6 separate regions of the Mus musculus genome follow, and regions 1, 2, 3, 4 and 6 are each linked to region 5. A link is a contact called in public Hi-C and HiChIP or PLAC-seq data. All regions are on one chromosome and are shown on one strand. Each heading gives the region's core, a stretch centred on a gene start, on an enhancer-like site or on the middle of the called end of the contact. The rest is flanking DNA. Distances are from core to core; before and after follow the strand shown.

What was found. Hi-C and Micro-C count contacts between places; a contact is called where the count stands out from the background. HiChIP or PLAC-seq counts read pairs in DNA pulled down with a chosen protein or histone mark.
Region 1: a Hi-C map of adipose-derived mesenchymal stem cells shows a contact between it and region 5, with 5 times the contacts expected there. The contact joins the enhancer-like site here to the promoter of Basp1 in region 5. A contact is called at or near these places in 20 of 39 promoter capture datasets (the 3T3-L1 cell line, 3T3-L1-derived adipocytes, the HPC-7 cell line and 11 more), 1 of 15 datasets of contacts at CTCF or cohesin (stem cell-derived epiblast-like cells), 117 of 484 Hi-C or Micro-C datasets (the AML12 cell line, the C2C12 cell line, CD4 T cells and 62 more), 34 of 115 datasets of contacts at active chromatin or transcription factors (the NIH/3T3 cell line, SST interneurons, Th17 cells and 18 more) and 3 of 9 other capture datasets (adipose tissue, embryonic stem cells and liver).
Region 2: a contact with region 5 is called in an H3K4me3 HiChIP or PLAC-seq map of forebrain, with 3 times the contacts expected there. The contact joins the enhancer-like site here to the promoter of Basp1 in region 5. A contact is called at or near these places in 8 of 39 promoter capture datasets (the HPC-7 cell line, embryonic stem cells, frontonasal cranial neural crest and 3 more), 1 of 484 Hi-C or Micro-C datasets (trophoblast stem cells), 11 of 115 datasets of contacts at active chromatin or transcription factors (bone marrow-derived macrophages, embryonic forebrain, embryonic hindbrain and 6 more) and 1 of 9 other capture datasets (liver).
Region 3: a Hi-C map of ventral hippocampal neurons shows a contact between it and region 5, with 2.1 times the contacts expected there. The contact joins the enhancer-like site here to the promoter of Basp1 in region 5. A contact is called at or near these places in 15 of 39 promoter capture datasets (the 3T3-L1 cell line, 3T3-L1-derived adipocytes, the HPC-7 cell line and 8 more), 23 of 484 Hi-C or Micro-C datasets (LSK cells, Th2 cells, bone marrow-derived DN2 thymocytes and 15 more), 24 of 115 datasets of contacts at active chromatin or transcription factors (the NIH/3T3 cell line, SST interneurons, astrocytes and 13 more) and 1 of 9 other capture datasets (adipose tissue).
Region 4: a contact with region 5 is called in an H3K4me3 HiChIP or PLAC-seq map of microglia, with 7 times the contacts expected there. The contact joins the enhancer-like site here to the promoter of Basp1 in region 5. A contact is called at or near these places in 24 of 39 promoter capture datasets (the 3T3-L1 cell line, 3T3-L1-derived adipocytes, the HPC-7 cell line and 15 more), 3 of 15 datasets of contacts at CTCF or cohesin (the NIH/3T3 cell line, embryonic stem cells and liver), 120 of 484 Hi-C or Micro-C datasets (the 3T3-L1 cell line, 3T3-L1-derived adipocytes, the AML12 cell line and 73 more), 35 of 115 datasets of contacts at active chromatin or transcription factors (PVALB interneurons, SST interneurons, Th17 cells and 21 more) and 4 of 9 other capture datasets (adipose tissue, embryonic stem cells, liver and 1 more).
Region 6: an H3K27ac HiChIP or PLAC-seq map of embryonic stem cells shows a contact between it and region 5, with 6 read pairs. The contact joins the enhancer-like site here to the promoter of Basp1 in region 5. A contact is called at or near these places in 8 of 39 promoter capture datasets (3T3-L1-derived adipocytes, the C10 cell line, cranial neural crest and 3 more), 1 of 484 Hi-C or Micro-C datasets (bone marrow-derived macrophages), 16 of 115 datasets of contacts at active chromatin or transcription factors (bone marrow-derived macrophages, embryonic basal ganglia, embryonic forebrain and 7 more) and 2 of 9 other capture datasets (adipose tissue and liver).

What each region holds. Positions count from the first base shown.
Region 1 is chr15:25,139,231-25,141,930 of GRCm38.p6, forward strand. All of the region lies in intron 2 of Gm35996 (a long non-coding RNA gene), which reads right to left. Among named protein-coding and RNA genes, the nearest start is that of Gm35996, 39 kb to the right of the region's middle. Within about 2 kb of position 1,366, at least 19 of the 459 cell types and tissues checked have an H3K27ac peak or open chromatin away from gene starts, as enhancers often do. A contact at or near this core is called in adipose tissue and adipose-derived mesenchymal stem cells, where this site is marked.
Region 2 is chr15:25,675,082-25,678,006 of GRCm38.p6, forward strand. All of the region lies in intron 2 of Myo10 (myosin X), which reads left to right. Among named protein-coding and RNA genes, the nearest start is that of Myo10, 54 kb to the left of the region's middle. Within about 2 kb of position 1,585, at least 26 of the 459 cell types and tissues checked have an H3K27ac peak or open chromatin away from gene starts, as enhancers often do. A contact at or near this core is called in forebrain and stem cell-derived neural progenitor cells, where this site is marked.
Region 3 is chr15:25,119,110-25,122,162 of GRCm38.p6, forward strand. The region is part of intron 3 of Gm35996 (a long non-coding RNA gene); the gene reads right to left. Among named protein-coding and RNA genes, the nearest start is that of Gm35996, 59 kb to the right of the region's middle. Within about 2 kb of position 1,567, at least 5 of the 459 cell types and tissues checked have an H3K27ac peak or open chromatin away from gene starts, as enhancers often do. A contact at or near this core is called in ventral hippocampal neurons, where this site is marked.
Region 4 is chr15:25,033,851-25,036,831 of GRCm38.p6, forward strand. No RefSeq gene overlaps it. Among named protein-coding and RNA genes, the nearest start is that of Gm2824, 12 kb to the left of the region's middle. Within about 2 kb of position 1,486, at least 4 of the 459 cell types and tissues checked have an H3K27ac peak or open chromatin away from gene starts, as enhancers often do. A contact at or near this core is called in microglia, where this site is marked.
Region 5 is chr15:25,412,373-25,415,227 of GRCm38.p6, forward strand. Basp1 (brain abundant, membrane attached signal protein 1) reads right to left here and starts at 1,392. Exons shown (of 2, transcript NM_027395.2): 1 at 1,180-1,392. Gm48957 (predicted gene, 48957) reads left to right here and starts at 1,818. Exons shown (of 4, transcript NR_168943.1): 1 at 1,818-2,777.
Region 6 is chr15:25,692,505-25,695,557 of GRCm38.p6, forward strand. The region is part of intron 2 of Myo10 (myosin X); the gene reads left to right. Among named protein-coding and RNA genes, the nearest start is that of Myo10, 71 kb to the left of the region's middle. Within about 2 kb of position 1,392, at least 42 of the 459 cell types and tissues checked have an H3K27ac peak or open chromatin away from gene starts, as enhancers often do. A contact at or near this core is called in embryonic stem cells and liver, where this site is marked.

The DNA.
Region 1 (2,700 bases), core at 116-2,615, 270 kb before region 5:
GGTTTTAATTATGAACAATACATGAGACCGTGGCTCCTGTGTGAATGAATAGTTCCTCGTGCCAGGGTCAGCAGCTGGTGGCTTCCCCTGGTGTGAGAACACATCACCCCAGGCATTCCTCTCCACCCACCACACTGCACCTTCCCACCTTCATTCCTTCCTGCCAAATGCATTACTTCATGATGCTAAATCAGTGTCCTTTCCATGTTCTATTACTGTGTTTGAAAATGCTTGAGGTTGGGTTCTTTAAAATGTATGCCCTCTGCCTCAACTCCCAGAGTTCTTGACTTCTATCTCTGCTTGTTTTTTTTTTTGTTGTTGTTTTTGTTTTTGTTTTGTTTTGTTTTGTTTTTCAGTTTCTGAGTCCAACAGCGGTTCTCAACTTGTGGGCCATGAATCCACCTTTGGGGATTGAACAATCCTTTTACGGAGGTCACCGAAGACCATCAGAAAACACAAATATTTACATTATGGTTTGTAACACCAGCAAAAGTACCATTATGAAGTATCAGTCCAAATAATTGTATGGTTGGAGGTCACCTCAACATGAGGAACCGTGTGTCATAGCATCAGGAAGGTTGAGAACCACTGAATTAGCAAGGATTGGCGAAATGATGGAGGCATGGAAGATATAACAACCCTGAAGAGCTTCCTTGGAACCCGAACATCTTCCCATGAGGAATTCAAGAACTACATCCTGCATTTTTATCATCTTAAATCAAACAACAAATCAATAATATCTTTCAGAAGTAACCACAAAGACACATTTCCAATCGTTCAAATTGTTTTGCTCCTCTTCCCGTGCTGTGTTCTTGAGTTACAAAAGTTGTTGAGCGTCTTCCATGGGATGTTTGATGTTTCAGAATATCAGACCTACTATGTGAAGCTAGCAGATTAAATTCTTTTCTTTGGAAAATGTTTGAAATCGTGGAGATGGTACAATATTGGAGAGATAGACTTGTTCTTTTCCTAGACATACAATGCCATATTTGTTAATTACCAGGCAGTAAGCAACAATTGTATGCAGCTAAAAGGGAGATTATAGTAAGAAATGCAGGGTGTGATCTGTGCCCAAGTGAAATGGATAATATATTTACCATTCACAAGAAGATAAAGGATGTGCTAGTAAAAGTTCAACCTGTGTCTACTCAAAGCTTTTCAAAGCACTCTCCTATTATTACTTAATTCCCATACTATCCTAACATTCTCAAGTGTCCTTATCATAGTTAATTCTCGGAGCTTTACCAAACAGTGCCCTACCCTCTATCGTGGTTAACTCTCAAACGTTTACTCCTAAGATAACAGCCGCAGATTACAAAAGAAAAGATTGATTCGCAGAAATGTACTTAGTTGCTCAACCACATGACCCCTGGCAAAACTGGGAACAGGAGGGGAAGGGGTGGAGAGGAGGTGAGACAAGGTCTCTCTGTGTAGCCCTAGCTATCCTCGAACTCACTATGTAAACCACTCTGGCCTTGAACTCAGAAAGATATACCTGCCTCTGACTCCTGAGTGTTGGAATTAAAGGTGTACACCACTGTGCCGGCTTTGTATTATTTTTAAAGTTGTTTAGATTCTAAAAACACTTTGGGTTTTTTTTTTTAAATACTGTATCTCTGCAAGTTAGTCTACTCAAGGAAACAGAATGCATGCCAGAAAGTTTCACAGAGGAATTTGGCTGGGGAATGTAACTGCAATGGTGTTGCAAGAACTTACTGGCCTCAGAGGAAAAGGCACGCCAAAGATTTGCAGGAGTCAGTATCAGCTGCAGGGCTGGAAGCACACAGAGGGGGATACAGTGATGATGTTGCCATGGTTTCTGCTGCCTGGGGCCTACTGGAGGGGAGGAATGCTTTGGAGAAAGCTCAGAAGCAGAAAACCATACAGGAAACTGGAGTTCACACCGAGAGAGGGTCCTAGAGACTGAGTCTCAGGAAGAAACCTAGGGAGCATTTTAATATGGGAAACAATATCTCTGTGTATTAGAAAAATAAATTTTCTAAGAACTAAGGATTGGGTGCTGAGCTGAGGTAAACAATCAGCAGGTAGAAAAGATATGGGAAGGACATTTCCGTGTTTGCAGGAAAGCATCGCCTTCCTACACTGAGAGCTAGGATGAGGTGCCCCAGTTACACTGACTGAATAGGAGATAGCAGATTTGGGAGGACAGGGCATACATGGATATTTCAGCAGGATGAAAACATTCTCCCACGTGAGCACGCTAAAGAACCACCAGGTTATCGCCACTGTTTTATCCTTACACTTTGTAGGCTCTCCCTATGCCTCCTGTTGGGCTAAAGTAGACGAGAGCCATTTGTCCAGGAAACCTGGCAAGCACAGTTTGCAAAGATCAGGGCTGTGGGATACAGAGAACATCAGAGATGAATGTATCAGCACGGGAGCAAGCAAATGATTGCTACAATTCTCTAGAATGAAAAAGAACTGTGGAGCCCTTGTAGTTAACAGATAGGAAAGAAAATACTTTGTATGAGGGGAAAGATTCTTTTGTTGAAGATGGCCTTGTGTATGTCTCTTTAGAGAGATTTTAGAAACATCTAGAAAAAAAAGGATATAGCTGGGAAAAAAATGAATGAAGGGTTAGGGTGCAAGGAGAGGGGGAGGAGAAAGAGAGGGAGAAAGCAAGAGTGAGTGAGAGAGAGAGAGTAAATACTGAATAGCCCAAGTCAAGATTTTGAAGAA
Region 2 (2,925 bases), core at 335-2,834, 260 kb after region 5:
TTTCCTCAGTCCAGGATCCCAGCCAGGAAGTGGCATCCCCTGTAGCGGGTGAATCTTCCTCCCTCCGGTCATGCTGTCAGAACAAGCTTCTCTAGCCACTCCCACAATCTCCAAGTGGTTCTAGATTCTGTAATTTGGTAACACTGAACATCCCACCCAACATGTGTTAGCGATGAGGAAGTTGGCCTTCCTCCGGTCTAGGAGATCACGCTTGCCATCGATGGCAGGACAGCTGTCATCCACACCCCGTGCCGATCCTGATGAGGCCTGTGCTTATCTTGCTGACTTCCCTACTCCTCATTCTCTCCCTTCGCTGAAGCACGAAGTGTATATAAGTGTATACATGTGTAGCATGCTTGTATGTGTGTATGTGCGTATGTGTGTATGTGCCTGCAGAGGCCAGAAGAGGGCATCATATTCCTGAAACCGGCATTCTAAATGGTTGTGAGCAGCCAAGTGGGAATGGAACCCAGGCCCTGTGCGAGAGCAGCCAATGCTCCTGACCTCTGACCTGTTTCTCCACGCCCATCCCTTGTCTTTCTTTCCCGTTCCCATGAGCTCATTGGCAGGGCTTATGCTGTAAAATTGGTGTAACCGTCCCCACTTCCCGACATCTCCCGTGTCCCCTCGATGCTTGGCTGGATTGTGCTTGCCCAGCCAGCAGTGGCAGTCAGTTGACTTATACTGATGTTGCTGAGAGTAGTTTTCCCTCCGTTTGCCTCAAGGAGAGAGAGGGGGAGAGTTTGGGGCTAGATGGAAGGGGAAGGCCTTGGAGCTGCCCAGCAAAGGAGAGCTCTGGGGGCTGGGAGGTGGCTGCAGTGTCTTCTAAAAGGGCATGCTCCTGTAGTTCTTGTGTTGAGATTCTATCCCCCCTGCCCCCACAATGTGATGCATCCTGGAAACAAGGCCTTTAGGAATCCTAAATGGAATTAGTGTCCTGAGGTATGAGGCGTATGTGAGCTTCCTTGCCTCACCCATCATGGGGGGGGGGGGGTGTAACAAGAAGAAAGCACCATCTAAAACACAGAAGCATCCCTTGCCAGATGTGGGAGCTGCCACTGCCTTCATGTTCATAGTTCAGCTTCTAGCATGGTGAGAAATGCATTTCAGTTGTCAATGATAATCCGTTGTAGCATCTTGAGCAGACAGAGGCTGGCTTGTTTTTTTCCCAGTGCAGGCTGGCTAGGAGTACAGGGAGAGGGCCAGCTGCCAAGGCGAAGCAAGCAGGAAGCCCATGCCTCCCAGATGCTTGCCCCGCAGCTTCTGTGAGAACACGTTACATTCAAACTGGGGCCCGTTTTCAACTCTCTGATTGTCTTGCTGCCATCAACCTAACGGGCATTTAAGAAACAAAACCGGTGGCCGCTTCTGATGGACTGACCTTCCTGAGGTCCCTGCAGGCTTAGTCTATGTTTCTGTGGCCATCAGGGCTGTATATGTTATTTATTGCACATGATTAAACCTTGAGCTTCTAAAGATGTGGCATGTAGCTTTTGTGAACGCAGCTGTTTGTGTCGAAGGGACCTATGCCAAGAAGACAGCATTACTGAACCAAATGCATACTCTCTCCCACATTTGACTGAACGGGGGCAGCGAGCTCAGCCCTCATCCATAGCCGCATTGTGAACAGCCTAGAAGCTGAGAGTGTCTTTCAGACTGTTAAATGTTTGGAAGAAGTCAAAAGAAGACTAGTTAATGTCATGCAATTATGTGGAATTGAGGCTTAATACTCTTCTATTGGAACAAGATGCTGGCCACTCCTCGGCTTGCGGTCTGCAGGGGCGTTCACACTGCAGCGGGGCCAGGACACAGCTAAAAAGCCCGACACATTGTCTCCTGGCCCATCACAGGAATCCTTTGCCAGCCTCATCTTAGATGACCATAGAAGATCATGGTTTGCGGTCACTTCTGGTACAATATTTAGGCTGCAGGGGCTTTCAGGGGTTCCCAGCCTGAATCACTCAGAGAGTGATCTAAATGTGATTCTGGGCCATGGAGCTATTCCCAATGATGCTGCCTCCCTGCTTGGGAAGCCAGGAATATGTCTTGAGTCCAGGATTGCCCACCAGCCTGAGTGAATCTGGGAACTCTAATAGGATGCTAGTACATCCAGTCATTGTAAAACTGCCTTCTTCTCTCTCCTCTCCTCTCCTCTCCTCTCCTCTCCTCTCCTCTCCTCTCCTCTCCTCTCCTCTCCTCTCCTCTCCTCTCCTCTCCTCTCCTCTTCTTCCATTTTCTTATGAGGGAAAAATGCCTTGGCTAAGATGATGAGTGGTCTGAGACAAGACTTGTGTTCCCTGGGCAGAGGACATGGCTCAGTGATTACGGACCCGATACCAAGCCCAACAACCTGAATTTGATCTCTATGACCCATGTGAACCCACACTTGAAAGTTGTCCTCTGGCCTACATATATGTGGTATGGTGCCTTGGCACACACACATTAGATAAAATTTAGTTAAAAACAAACAAAACCCTTTGCTTTCCCCTGACCGAGTGCTCTTAGAACTGAGTAAGAGCCAGACTTTGATGGGAAGCTGTGAGCCACTGGGTCCTGGGCTTCCGCTGGCCCTTCCTGATTCATTAAGTGGCACCGGAGCACGTGCTCTGCACGTTCCTGATTTGGAAGCCACACTTTGAAAGCACAGTTGTAGGGCATGACAGGTTGGGGAGTTAGTACCCCCACATCATCGTTCTCACCATACCTGTTCTCTAAAGACAAAGGTGGTCACTCATAGGCCATCAACTCCCCATCAACTGCTGCAGCACAGAGGAGTCCTCCTTGACACTGTTGTGTCCGGAACGATTGAGACCCGGAGATCACGGTTTTTCGGAGTTAATGTCAGCCAGGGATTCAGTCTGTGACATTCCCCCTCCAGGACTTGATGGAGAGCCACGCCCAGTAGGAGCGAAAGTGGGAGAAGTC
Region 3 (3,053 bases), core at 317-2,816, 290 kb before region 5:
CTACATATAAATGACACTAAGTATGAACAATTACTAGGCTGTCCAAATTCAGTCTCTCTCTCTCTCTCTCTCTCTCTCTCTCTCTCTCTCTCTCTCTCTCTCTCTCTCTCTCTCTTTCTCTCTCTCTCTCTCTCTGTGTGTGTGTGTGTGTGTGTGTGTGTGTGTGTGTGTGTGTGTCTATCTCCCTTCTATCAGCAACTCCACTTAATAAACCTATATCAGAGTTCTCCCAATATAGGTAAGCACTCAGTTCACTAAATCTACTTTAGGCACAGCTTCATGTAACAGTGCTCAATCAAGCTGACTCTGGGCTCATCTGACATGATTTACCCTATTCCTCTTAGTGTAACTTAGAGTCCACGAGAATGGTCTAGTCATAGACAAGGTCTCACTATTGTAATATCAACTTTGAATAGAACTTGTAATCCTCCTGCCTCATCTCCTTGATGTCTGAAAGTATAACAAACACATACTATTATGATCTAGAATGATGAAATTATATAGCCTGGAACATATAAGCAATGTACTCCATCAAAGCCTTATTCTCTAACCTAGAAAGATAATAATGTGTAAAAATTAAATAATTACTTAGAATAATAACATTATAATAACTTCAAATAAAACTGTGTGATGGTTATGCTTTGAAGGAAAGTTATTTCTAAATTTTTAAATTCTTTGCATGTGAGAGTAGATACTTGAGACTGATAGAGATCTGACTGCATGAGCTCACTGTTGGACTGTATAAGGAACCCATATGCTATCTAAGCTCACCTTGAGAACTCTCATTATCCCAGCTTGAGCAGAGCATACTTGAATAACATTGGAGATGCATGTAATTAACCAAGCCTCAGATTGGTGCTTTTCTGGATTCTCTATTATCTCCTTATCTGTAGTCTCCCATTAAAGAAATTCATATCTGTCTCAAGAAACTAGAGTACCCCAATATCAAAGCCTGAAAAAAAAACACACAAAAAGGTTGTGGGAGAGATATTTAAAGTCCCTCAATTTCTTATTCTTTAGTTATGCCAGTATAATTTTCTACCTCCATATTGATAAAATACTAAAGATATGTTATGATTATTATTTAATTTCCTCAGTATATGGGTTTTTTACTTTGAGAGGATAAATATTAAAAACTCACAATGATATTCGAAACCAAAAAAATCATAAATTAAATGTTTTATTCATTTTATTTTTCAGAATATATTTTTGGTCAGTCTCTTTCGAAATTATGGTTTGAACTTTTGCTTTCCTTTGCACTGTTTAATATCACTATAGAAATATCTTTCTTTGTCAGTAAGTATAAAAATGTCCTTTTTATGAAGAGTAGAAAAAAAAAAACCACTACCATACAGTTAATTCTTAAGTAATGTTTTTCAGTGGCTAAGTGGTAGAACCAATGTGCATTCGTGTATACATGAGGCAGAGCCACAGGGTGTGAATAATTAGAACCAGCAGGACCCACAGCCCCTGCAAACCTTCTGCTCTCTGCTGAGCCAAGTGGCTCTTAGGGCTCAGTCCCTGGAGCAGACGGGTGGATTGGCCAGCTGAGACAGAGTGAGTCAGTTGGGAAGTAAAGAGTCAGATCCTCGGGAAGGAACATAAACCACGAAGAACAGATGCTCACCCAGATGGAGGAATAGGGGACAGTCATCTACCAGAGTATTTGAAGCTCTACTAAGTTTCTTGGCACAGGAAAAAAAAAAGGTAATTGAATAAAACTTCAGGAGAGGAGCAACAGGAGAAGTGTGACATCTCGGAAGCAGCATAAATCGGTTAGAACAGGTATATTGCAAGTCTCTCTCTAGTGCTAAAATTTGATTACTTTACACAAGTCAGTTCTTTTGACTAATGATAGAGGACATGCAAGTATGTTGGTTACTACAGAGAAGTAGTGAGGTACAACGATGCAAAATAAAGAGACTTGACTGTTACAGTGGGTATAGGTTGGACAGTAACTTCGCTTTTCTCTTAACCTGTACAGTGTTTTGTTGACAATTTTACTGAAGGATTTAATTTTAAAGGTTGAAAGGTTATTCATAGGAGAAAAAAAAAGCAATAGAAGAAACTCAAAAGGGTGGGCTATGGTTACATCATTATCTTCTCAGGGACATTATCTAAATCCTTAACTCACGAGTGCTTTGCCTCTGGAACCACTGGCCCTTCGAGTGTTGCCCATTCTGTGTTGATAAAACTTTCCATTCAATTATGCATCCACCGCTATTTTTTGAAGTGTATCACCATTATCATTTCATTAGCAGGAAGTAGAATGAGAAAGATAGATTTTTCTTTTAAAAGCTTTGTGTAAAAAGCTACTCATAAGATGTGCTATTTTTTTGTCATTTCAGCCTAAGGAAAATGGTTTCAAGATCATGAAGTTATAACGTAAAAGTATAATTCAGGAGACGAATTATCACACTAGATCCATTTATTTCAGTTGGAACGATCCTCAAGCAGTATTTGATTAGTCTGGCTGTTTCCTATTTCAGAGGTACACACTTAAACTAACGTGGTTTAAAAAAATAAAAAACCCAGAGTGTTTCCTTTTTTAAAAATTATGATTCCTTGTAGAATGGCAGTATTCCCCCACCCCCCAAGCCACAGTTTGCTACAAATTATTCAAAGCAATTTGGATTGCACAGACTGTTAGCTTTTATTGCCTATATCTGAGCTGGTCATGTGAAGCCCAGCTTCAAGGTACTTATTGTAAAAAGAATTGTCTTCTTCCCATCTTTTGATGGAAATTTGCATATTCCTGCTTGAGCCACTTTGACATTGCTCTTTGTACTACTTAAGCTCACACCATTTGGCACGTAGCCTTCTTCTAGTTCGCCTAACTGATGGCACTACTTCATTTCTGTGAATGCCAGGATACCGACGGTTAAGGGAAATTTCATTTTTATTACCTGCTTCCAATAAATGAAGTGCTTGTAAATGTGTTATTTGCAAGCTATAAGCACGGATATGATCCATTTTCTGGAAGGAATGAAGACACACGATGATAAGTCACATCTTCCCTGTTCTGAGACACTGAGCATTTAAGCAATGGGAAG
Region 4 (2,981 bases), core at 236-2,735, 380 kb before region 5:
TGATGTCTCATAATTACTGGAACTCACTTAAAATTTATCTCTCTTTTTGTATGTCTTGACAATAAATGACTTACATTGCTGTGTAGCCTGTATAATTTCCTTTTCACTCACCTTTTGTAGAAAATCTTCATTGTTTACCAATTTAGAAGGAATGCAAATACAAGCAAATACAAGGGCAGACTTCCATGAGGGTATACATTTCCAGGTTGGTTGTATGACTACCTAAAAACACAAGTATTTGGTTGGCCTATTTAATGTAGTATCATTTTTGAATCAATGATGAACAGGAGTTATACAATTATTGTTACCATGAATTGCTTTATTTTTTTCTTGTCACCTCAAAATAAATATTTTCAGAAAAAGCATAGCAAACCTAAAATGACATCCTCGCTTACTATAGAAAACAAGTCACAGGCTGGATTCTGTGAGAGAGAAGAGTATGGAGGGAAAGGTATTTAAGGTAAGAAAATAGAATGCAGACAAAAAAGTGAAGTTGCAGGCATGAATAGTGGATTTGAAGAAGTAGATATAAGGAAGGAAGGAATTAATTCAATGATTTGGTATTTAAATTTCAGAGTCAAAATAAATAATTCTCTGGGGAGGATGCTTTCTCAAAAGAAAAAGACCTTAACTGGGGATCTATTTTCAACTTATTGCTGCTTGGAGAGGGAGAGTTGGTTTTCTCCAGGGTTGCAACCTTGAGAGAATAGCTGTGCTCCAATAGGTGATCTAAGACCCATGTACATACTTGTATCACTAGTATCACTAGTATCATCACTAGGGGAGCTAAGGGAAAGTGATGTGCAGTTTATAGGAGGAGTTGGGAAAGTGGGAGTAGAGGGTGGATCTTATCGAAATACATACTATTCATGTATGAAATTCTCAAGAAAAAACAAATCAAATAAAATATTAGTGATTTCATTTTATATTTTATTAATCAGTTGTTTTGGAACTTTGTACATCATTTATACTCCTCCCTCTCACCCCCAAACACTTCTATGTTCCTTCCCACTCTCTCTCTCTCTCAAATTCAGAGCCTCTTCTTTTATTATTATTATTATTATTATTATTATTATTATTATTATTATTATTATTACACATGACCAAGCCCACTCAGTCAGTCAAGAGGTTCTTCAGCACAGGAGTGAGGATTTAAAAGAAAAAAGACAGACAACATTGTACCATGACTCCAGTTAATTCTCAGACTGAAGGCAAATTTAATTTTCCCAATCTGCTTTTTATACCATTTTAATTACATGCAAGTACTAAGGGCGAGCAGTACAATAAGGAACTAACAAGGCAGTGAGAAAAGTCCAGGATTACTGCCATGACAGTTGTGAAAAAGGGCTTGTCATAATGATCAAAATACTTAAGTCCACCTCCCAAACCAAGCCTAAAATCTTGCTTGAAGCCTACTTCTTTTGTTGCACCCTAAGATTAAAACTCCTGCCACCCTACTTCCCTATTATATAGTCTAAAGTTAGATTCTTGCCGAAACTTACTTCCTTCTCATGCCCTAATGCTAGATTCCTGCCTGAACTTACATCCCTGTCATGGTCAATGTCAGATTTCTTCCCGAAGTCCATTTCCTTGTCCTTGGCCAATGTCTGATTCCTGCCAAGCAGCACCCCAAAAAGGCTGTCCACATACACATGTACACATTTATACATAAATGCAGTCTGCCAAGTCCATTTAGTGTGAACTCCACTTAGTGTGAATCATATGTCTTTTTGTTTAGGGCTGACAACTTGAGATTAAATAACTTGTAAGGATTGGGAGGGCTTGTCCCTGAAGAAAGCTGAATCTCCCTCTCTCAGAAGCCATTCATTACCTATGGCCTTCATTTAGCAGTATACTAAATATATATGTATGTATATGTATGTATATATATTCACGCCTACATGTCATATGGTATTGTCATTTTGTTTGTCTTCTTTAAGCAACTGACTATGGGTAAGAATATGATGTATAGTATTATATATACATATATATCCATACATACTATGTGTGTGTGTGTATGTGTGTGTGTGTGTATGTGTTTAGACATCACAAAAAGAAAGGAGAAAAAGACAGACAAAAAGAAAGGTAGAGAGAAAAGCAGAAAGGAGAAAGAGAGAAAAAGAAAGAAAGAAAGAAAGAAAGAAAGAAAGAAAGAAAGAAAGAAAGAAAGAAAGAAGAGAGGGGGAGGGAGGGAAGGGAGGGAGGGAGGGAGGGAGGGAGGGAGGAAGGAAGGAAGGAAGGAAGGAAGGAAGGAAGGAAGGAAGGAAGGAAGGAAGGAAGGAAGGAAGGAAGGAAGAGGGGAGAAGTCTAACAGGACAGTCTACAAAGTGTGAACCTTGGAAACAAAGCAGAGATGAGGATGGAGTGATAAAGACACTCATTGAGATTGAGAAATCAATTCTGGAATCATTAGATGAATTCAGATTTCAATGTCCCTGAAAGTAAGCTTCAGAGTTCCTTTAATTGGCAATAAACTTCAATGAATATATTTCAGATCTCTGTCTTAACTCTGCGGATGCTTTTTCTGGGACTAAGTGATTCTGCTGCTCTCCCGCTCTCCTCACACTTCACCCACACTCATCTCTGGATGTAGGAACGTATCACCAAAGCTAGCAAAGCAAAGAAAAATGAAAAGGACCTGAACAGTTGCCTCATATCCTGATCCTTAATGCAGAAAGATGTTTAAAGTGTAATTGGCATGACTCCTGAGATGTTCCTTCTAGGAACATGTTAAAGGATGATACCTCTGTGTACAGTTACTGATGTAATAAACAACAATCTATAGAAAGGGGAAGGGAAAGGTCCTGCCCTTGCTATAACCACCGTATGCAGAGAAAGCAAGTATAAATAGCTTTCTGGGTCTCATCCCTTGCTACATAGAAGAATTCTCTTGGCTACTGAAAGAATAGTAAACTCAGTGCTCCAAGGTATGCTAATCATAAAACAGATAGTGACATTCCTCCACCTACCCGCTTCCTGTG
Region 5 (2,855 bases), core at 142-2,641:
CAGTCCCCTTGATACTCGTGTTTTATTCTAGCCCGCCACGTAAGTGGCCAGTGGTCTCGGCCAAGACAGAGGTGTGTCAGCTCCCGTGCAAAATCCTGAAATCGCACCCATGTGCGCTGTGCTCCTTTGAACAGCGTGAAAATCACTGGGGCAGAGGCCGTCCACCGAGTTCGCTCCAAGGCGGAAACGTCTCGGGGGGAAGCAGATTAGGAACAGGGCCAAGCGTTCGATGAATATTCATGAAAAGAATGCGGTCCCCAGCCACGCATTGTGTGCCATCCGATCCAGGGATTCTGGTTTTTTTTTTTTTTTTTCTTTTAATGGTGTGGGGAAGCGGGAACCAGACGTTGGGTTGTAGCGTTTGAGCTACGGGGGAAAAAATCTACAGAAATCTTGGCTTGCAGAAGGGTTGAGCCCGCTCGGGCCGCGGGCTGTCAGGTTCAAGCCCACACGCCACCCCTCCTTCCCCCAGGCTGGGGCGGCGGTGGAGGCGCGCGGCCCGCTCTCTGAGCGCAAGGCTCAAAAAATAAAATAAAATGCTGGCGACGTCCACAGGTTAGTGGGAAGACAGCTCAGCCGCAGACCAGGCTGGGGGCTTTAATCTGCCCCGGACGTGCACACCGCCTTCCGAACCTCGTGTTCCTCGGTTACCCTAAACCAAGATCCAGGAGTCCCGAGGGCCAAGCCACCCCCGCCCCTTCCGATCTGACCAGATTCCGCGTCTTCTTTCTCCCTCCCCACCCCACCCCACCCCCATCCTCCATCTTCTGTTACTGCGCCCCTCACACCGAGCGCCTTCTCCGTGGCTGTGCGGGTTCCGCTGACAGAAGGCTGGGTTCAGCCCACAGAACCGTGGCCAGTGGTCTCGGTGCTGTCACCAGCGGCTCCCCACCCTCCACCCCCTCCCTCCCGAACTCGGTTCGTCCGCCTCGCCGCCACCCCCTCCAAGTCCCCCACCCTACGAAAGGCCGAAGCTGTCCACCTGGGGGAGAGCATCACCTTGGATTTCCAAATGCGACAGAACCCACATAGAGGAATCCCATGCCCACTGTGTCTACACCCGGCCGCACCCCGGCTGCACCGTTGGAGAACCCTAGGCTTCGGGGTGGGGCGGGGCCCTGGGGAACCGGTGGCCCGGAGTCCGCGGTGGCCTTAGGGACCCACGGCGCGCCTCCTTACCGGCTTTGGGTGCCTGTGGCGGCCCTGGGTGAGCGCGGTGCCTCCAAGGGGCCCGGGTGGCTGGTGTCGTCCGGCCGGGTGGCTGGTCGCTCAGCAAAGGCTCTCTCTCTCCCGGCTCGACGGCGGAGCCCGGAGCGTGGAGCGAGTTGGAGCGCTGCCGCCACCGCCGTCGCCGCTGCCGCTACTGCCGCCGCCGCTGCAGCCTCTGCATTTCTCGATCGCTCCCCCTCCCCTTCCTGCCCAGCGCCCTCCCCCCCGCGCGTCCGCCCGCCCAGCTCCTCCGCTCGCCGACCCCGCCCGCCTCGCGCCCGCCCCTCCTCTCCCAGCCCGCGGCCCGCACCCCTCCCGCTCCTTTCGCGCCCCGCCACCCAGGAGGGGGTCCCCCAACTTCTCTCCACCAGCAGCCACTGCGCCCCGAGACGCCCCGTGATCCAGCGCCCCCCCCCCGTCACCACACCCGCACAGTCACCCCCACCCACTGCTCTCCACATCCAGATCCCTTACCCGCCTCCCCAACAGTCTCTGTCAGCCCCCCTCCTCCTATTCCCTCCTTACACGCCCCTCCATTCCCCCCCCACCCCACCCCCACCCCCACCCCCGGCGGGACTGTCTGTGGATTTCTCTCCTCTCTCTGTCTCGCACACATTTTATTTGAAAGCATTGAATAAGTAGCTCAGGCTCTCGCTCAGACTTAAGGGGCTGATGAACTACGCCCCCGCCGCAACCAGCTTTCTCTGCACCCCAATCCAGCCCCGCTCCAGACGACGGGCTTAGATTCTGCTATCACGTAGGCAGTGAGCCTGGGGAAGATGCGATGCCTCCCTTGAAACCATCAAGACAGATATCCGCTGGTTTTAGGGTGTCCCCCAAGGCAAGCATCTGGGACGCCTCCGGCATATGCTCGCCCTCGGGGCCCGACCAGGAGGCTCCAGCTTTGCAAGGCGCCACCGCCCAGAGCTCAGGTCTGGGTTGGAAGGGTGGGCGGCACCGCCTCAGGGTACGTTCTCCCGACTTCGGAGAGAAAGAAAGGAAGAAATGCACCCTAGGAAAAGGGGCTTCGACTTTTTGTGCCTGTGCTTTCATGGAAGTCACCAGCTCTCGGCTGCTTAAGATGCTACTCAGAAGCGCGCCCAGCCAGGCTGTGGCCATCCGCGCCAAGTCCTCGTGTCCTGGTCGACGAGCACTTTGGGTAGCACCGCGACACACAATAGCCACCACGGTTAGGAGATATGCTCGCTATGCTTACCTGTTGGCAAAAATAAAATGCAAAATAAAAATTTAAATTTGGAAACTAACACATGGTGACATCTTCTAGAACCACAGCTCTTTCTTCAGACAAAAGCCAATTTTACCATCCCGCAAACCCATTGAGCCCTGGAAGTTCCGTTCGCGGCACTTTGGCGCCCTCTGGCTTTATCAGGGTGGCTTGCTTGTTCTGCTTCGTCCTGAAAGAATAGCGGAGGGGGGGGGGAATGGAAATGTATGTTGCCTTCTTGGTTGGATCTCCCCTCATGAGTGAAGCACAGATTTGGGATGAGCTTGCCCTCCACGTCCGGAATAACGAAACACAACTACATTTAGGGAGACGAATGCCAAAGGTAAGTGCTGTCAAAATCGCAGATTGGGGGGGGTCACTTTTTTAATAGAAAAATAAATAACAGAACTTTAATAAGATT
Region 6 (3,053 bases), core at 142-2,641, 280 kb after region 5:
TTTGGCTTCCCGAGTACCGGTAATGCAGGCCGTGTACCACCAAGTGTGCTGAGCCTTCGTTTCTGATTTTGAGGGGATTTTGCCCTGAGTGTGGTGCAGTTTTTCTTTCTCCCCTAACCTGTGGCTGGGCCTTTGTTGTTTGGGGCATTTTATTGTCACAGCCTTTCCTTGGCTCCATCCAGAGGAAGTCTCTTGTGTGGGTGTGGTCGCTGAGCACTGCTGGTGTTCTTTGTTTTTGCCTCTGAGAAGAGATGAAGGCAGCGCAGGTGAGGACAGACCGCAGCCTATACAGACCCTGCACGGGAAGCAGGAGGCAGCGGGTGCTCAAGGCAGGCTGGGTGTGCAGCAAGCAGAGCAGGGAGGAGCCCCTCCCTGGGCCTGTGGACGGGTAGGTTCAACAAATTCAGTCATGATCAGCTTATTGATCACGGCTTATTGATCGTGATCCTTCAGCTCTGTGGGAAGCATCGCCCGGAATTCCTCTAGGTTTTCTGAGCAGATATTCTCAGACTGGACCATATTTCCAGTAGAGAATGCTAGGGGGTTACATCCTTTGTTTCTAGAGACCTTCACCGCCATCACCTGCCTCTGCCTTTCCTCTGCTAGGGGCAAAGGCATGTACTGCTCCTTTGAACAGTCGGTTTTCAACCCTCTTGCTCTGCTCCTGCTGCAAATACCAGGAAAACCGTCTCACCTCCTGCTATGAACTCTTGTTGTCTTGTATCCTGGGGCTCTCATGTAGACCTCAAACTCAGAGCTCCACTTGCCTCTGCCTCCTGAGTTAAACACACACACAAGCATGCCCTGTTCACCTTCTCTTAGGTTATTAACAACGCTGCTGTTTTTAGGAGAACTTCACTTTAATGGCCTTTATCCTAACATCACCCCAGCCCCCTACTGCCTTCTCTTCCCCTTTTCAGGGGTCCAGATCTCTCCATAGATGCCATGGGGAAGAGCCAGTCCATGGGGACATTGTGGGAAGAGAATTCTCTCAAGTACCACGTTCCAATGCTTTGTTTCTGGCCTTGGTGCCTTTTAGTTTTTGTGCCTTAAGTTTGAGCCAAGTGAACCTTCGGCCCCTCTCTGTACATATTTTAACAAAGAAAACAGCCAAAAATGACTTTTGGGTTTTGTCTGGAATCTGGAATCAATCAGACACTATTTTTTCCCTCTCTGGATTATTGCACGCCTTGCGTGTAGTCTCTTCCTCGGCACTTAGAGACATGTTCACTTGACAAAGGCGGCCTAGGAAGAAACATAGTGCTTAAGCACAATCAGAATCGATTTTGACTGTCTTAAAACCCGGGGCTCCGTGTTTACTGAGGAAAGGCCACATCGTGGTCTTCTAAACTCCTGTGTCAGTCAGGGCTCATGGAGGCCAAAAGAGGGCACCAGATCACCGGGAGCTGGAGAGACATGGGCTGGAGTTCCCGGGTGAACCACCTGGATGAAGACGACAAGAACTGAGCCTGGGCCTCCAGCAAGTGCAGCCCGTGCTTAACCTGTGAGCCACATCTCCATGCTCCTCTGTCTCTGCCCTCGTATTCAGCTTAAGGCAATTGCAAGGCAAGAAATCCACAGCCAAGCCTTCAGAGTCAGGTTAGACAACAACTGCTGGTCCTCAAGGCATGATCACAGGGCCAGCCGTGGGCAGGCGGTGTGCTTCCCTTTAGCAGGTAGTCGCTAAGTAACCAGTGCGGTGTTGGATGAAGCAATGAGGAGCCAGGGTGTTCCACACTCATTTCAGTCAAGGATGGGTCTGGCACCAGGGCCATCAAGGAAGCTGCTATGGTTATCCACGCTCCAGCTCTGACCACCACAAATTCATCCTGCCCCATTTCCCACTCACTCTGTCTTAGGAAGCCCTGGATTGCCACCCGCTGTTCCATGACCTGAAAGCTTTGTTATCCCCATTACTAGAAAGAGATAAGAAGGGTGAGAAATGACATTTTGGGTGGTGAGTGTCAAAGAGGCTTTTGTCTGGGTGTTGGCCCTGGCAGGCAAGGATGGAAGGTGAATAGGGGAGCCCAGTGCCACTTTCAAAGGGACTGCTACTCAGCTGTAGGTGGACATGGCCTGGCAGAAACACGGGGAACGGGAACCTTAGGAAGATGCTGAAGAGAAACCATATTAAGGAATTGAGGCTTAACTTGGAAGTCACTGATGCGGTCTGCAATGGAATCTCAGTTAGGATGGCAACAGACCATACAACTGATAACAGTCCCTTGATCTTCTCAGACCTCTGAGTTGCTTCCTGGGGTACCTAGGAGTGCTGGCTCCTCTATGACAATACCCTTCTCACACTAGAGTCCAGGCTTCTAATGACCCTGTGTCAGAGATGAGAGTGTGGATGGAAGTCTCCACTGGCCCACTCCTGTGGGGTTCAGGGCCACCAAGTCCATCTGTCTCACATTGAGCAATCCCTGCTTTACAAGGAGGAAAGATTACAGTCGCTCCTGTGATGGGCATTGCCAGCTGCATCTGAAAAGACAGATTATTGGTTAGAAATAGTTATTCTAAGAGGTTTTTAAAATGTCACTAAAGGGCTGGTGAGATGGCTCAGTGGGTTAGAGCACCCGACTGCTCTTCCGAAGATCCAGAGTTCAAATCCCAGCAACCACATGGTGGCTCACAACCATCCGTAACGAGATCTGACTCCCTCTTCTGGAGTGTCTGAAGACAGCTACAATGTACTTACATATAATAAATAAATAAATCTTTTTAAAAAATGTCACTAAACCCACAGCATGAAGCTTTATGTTCATATGTATGTATATGTTTTACGGAGGTGCACATATGTGGGGGGTGGCAGATGGGTTCTGGTAGGGTCAGTTCTGCTGTCCCCGGGCTTGGAAAGTAAACATGGTGGACTACCAAGGCTGGGGGGATCTTAGGTCATCAGGTTTCTGGCTTTGGGAGCAGTGCAGGCGACACATCACTCAAGGACTAAGGAAGCACACATGCCTGGCCATGCCTTTTGAGACCTGGGTACATGGGTGTGTGCCACCACAGCCAAATATAACTTCTTTATCATTAAGTTCTTTGTTTTCATC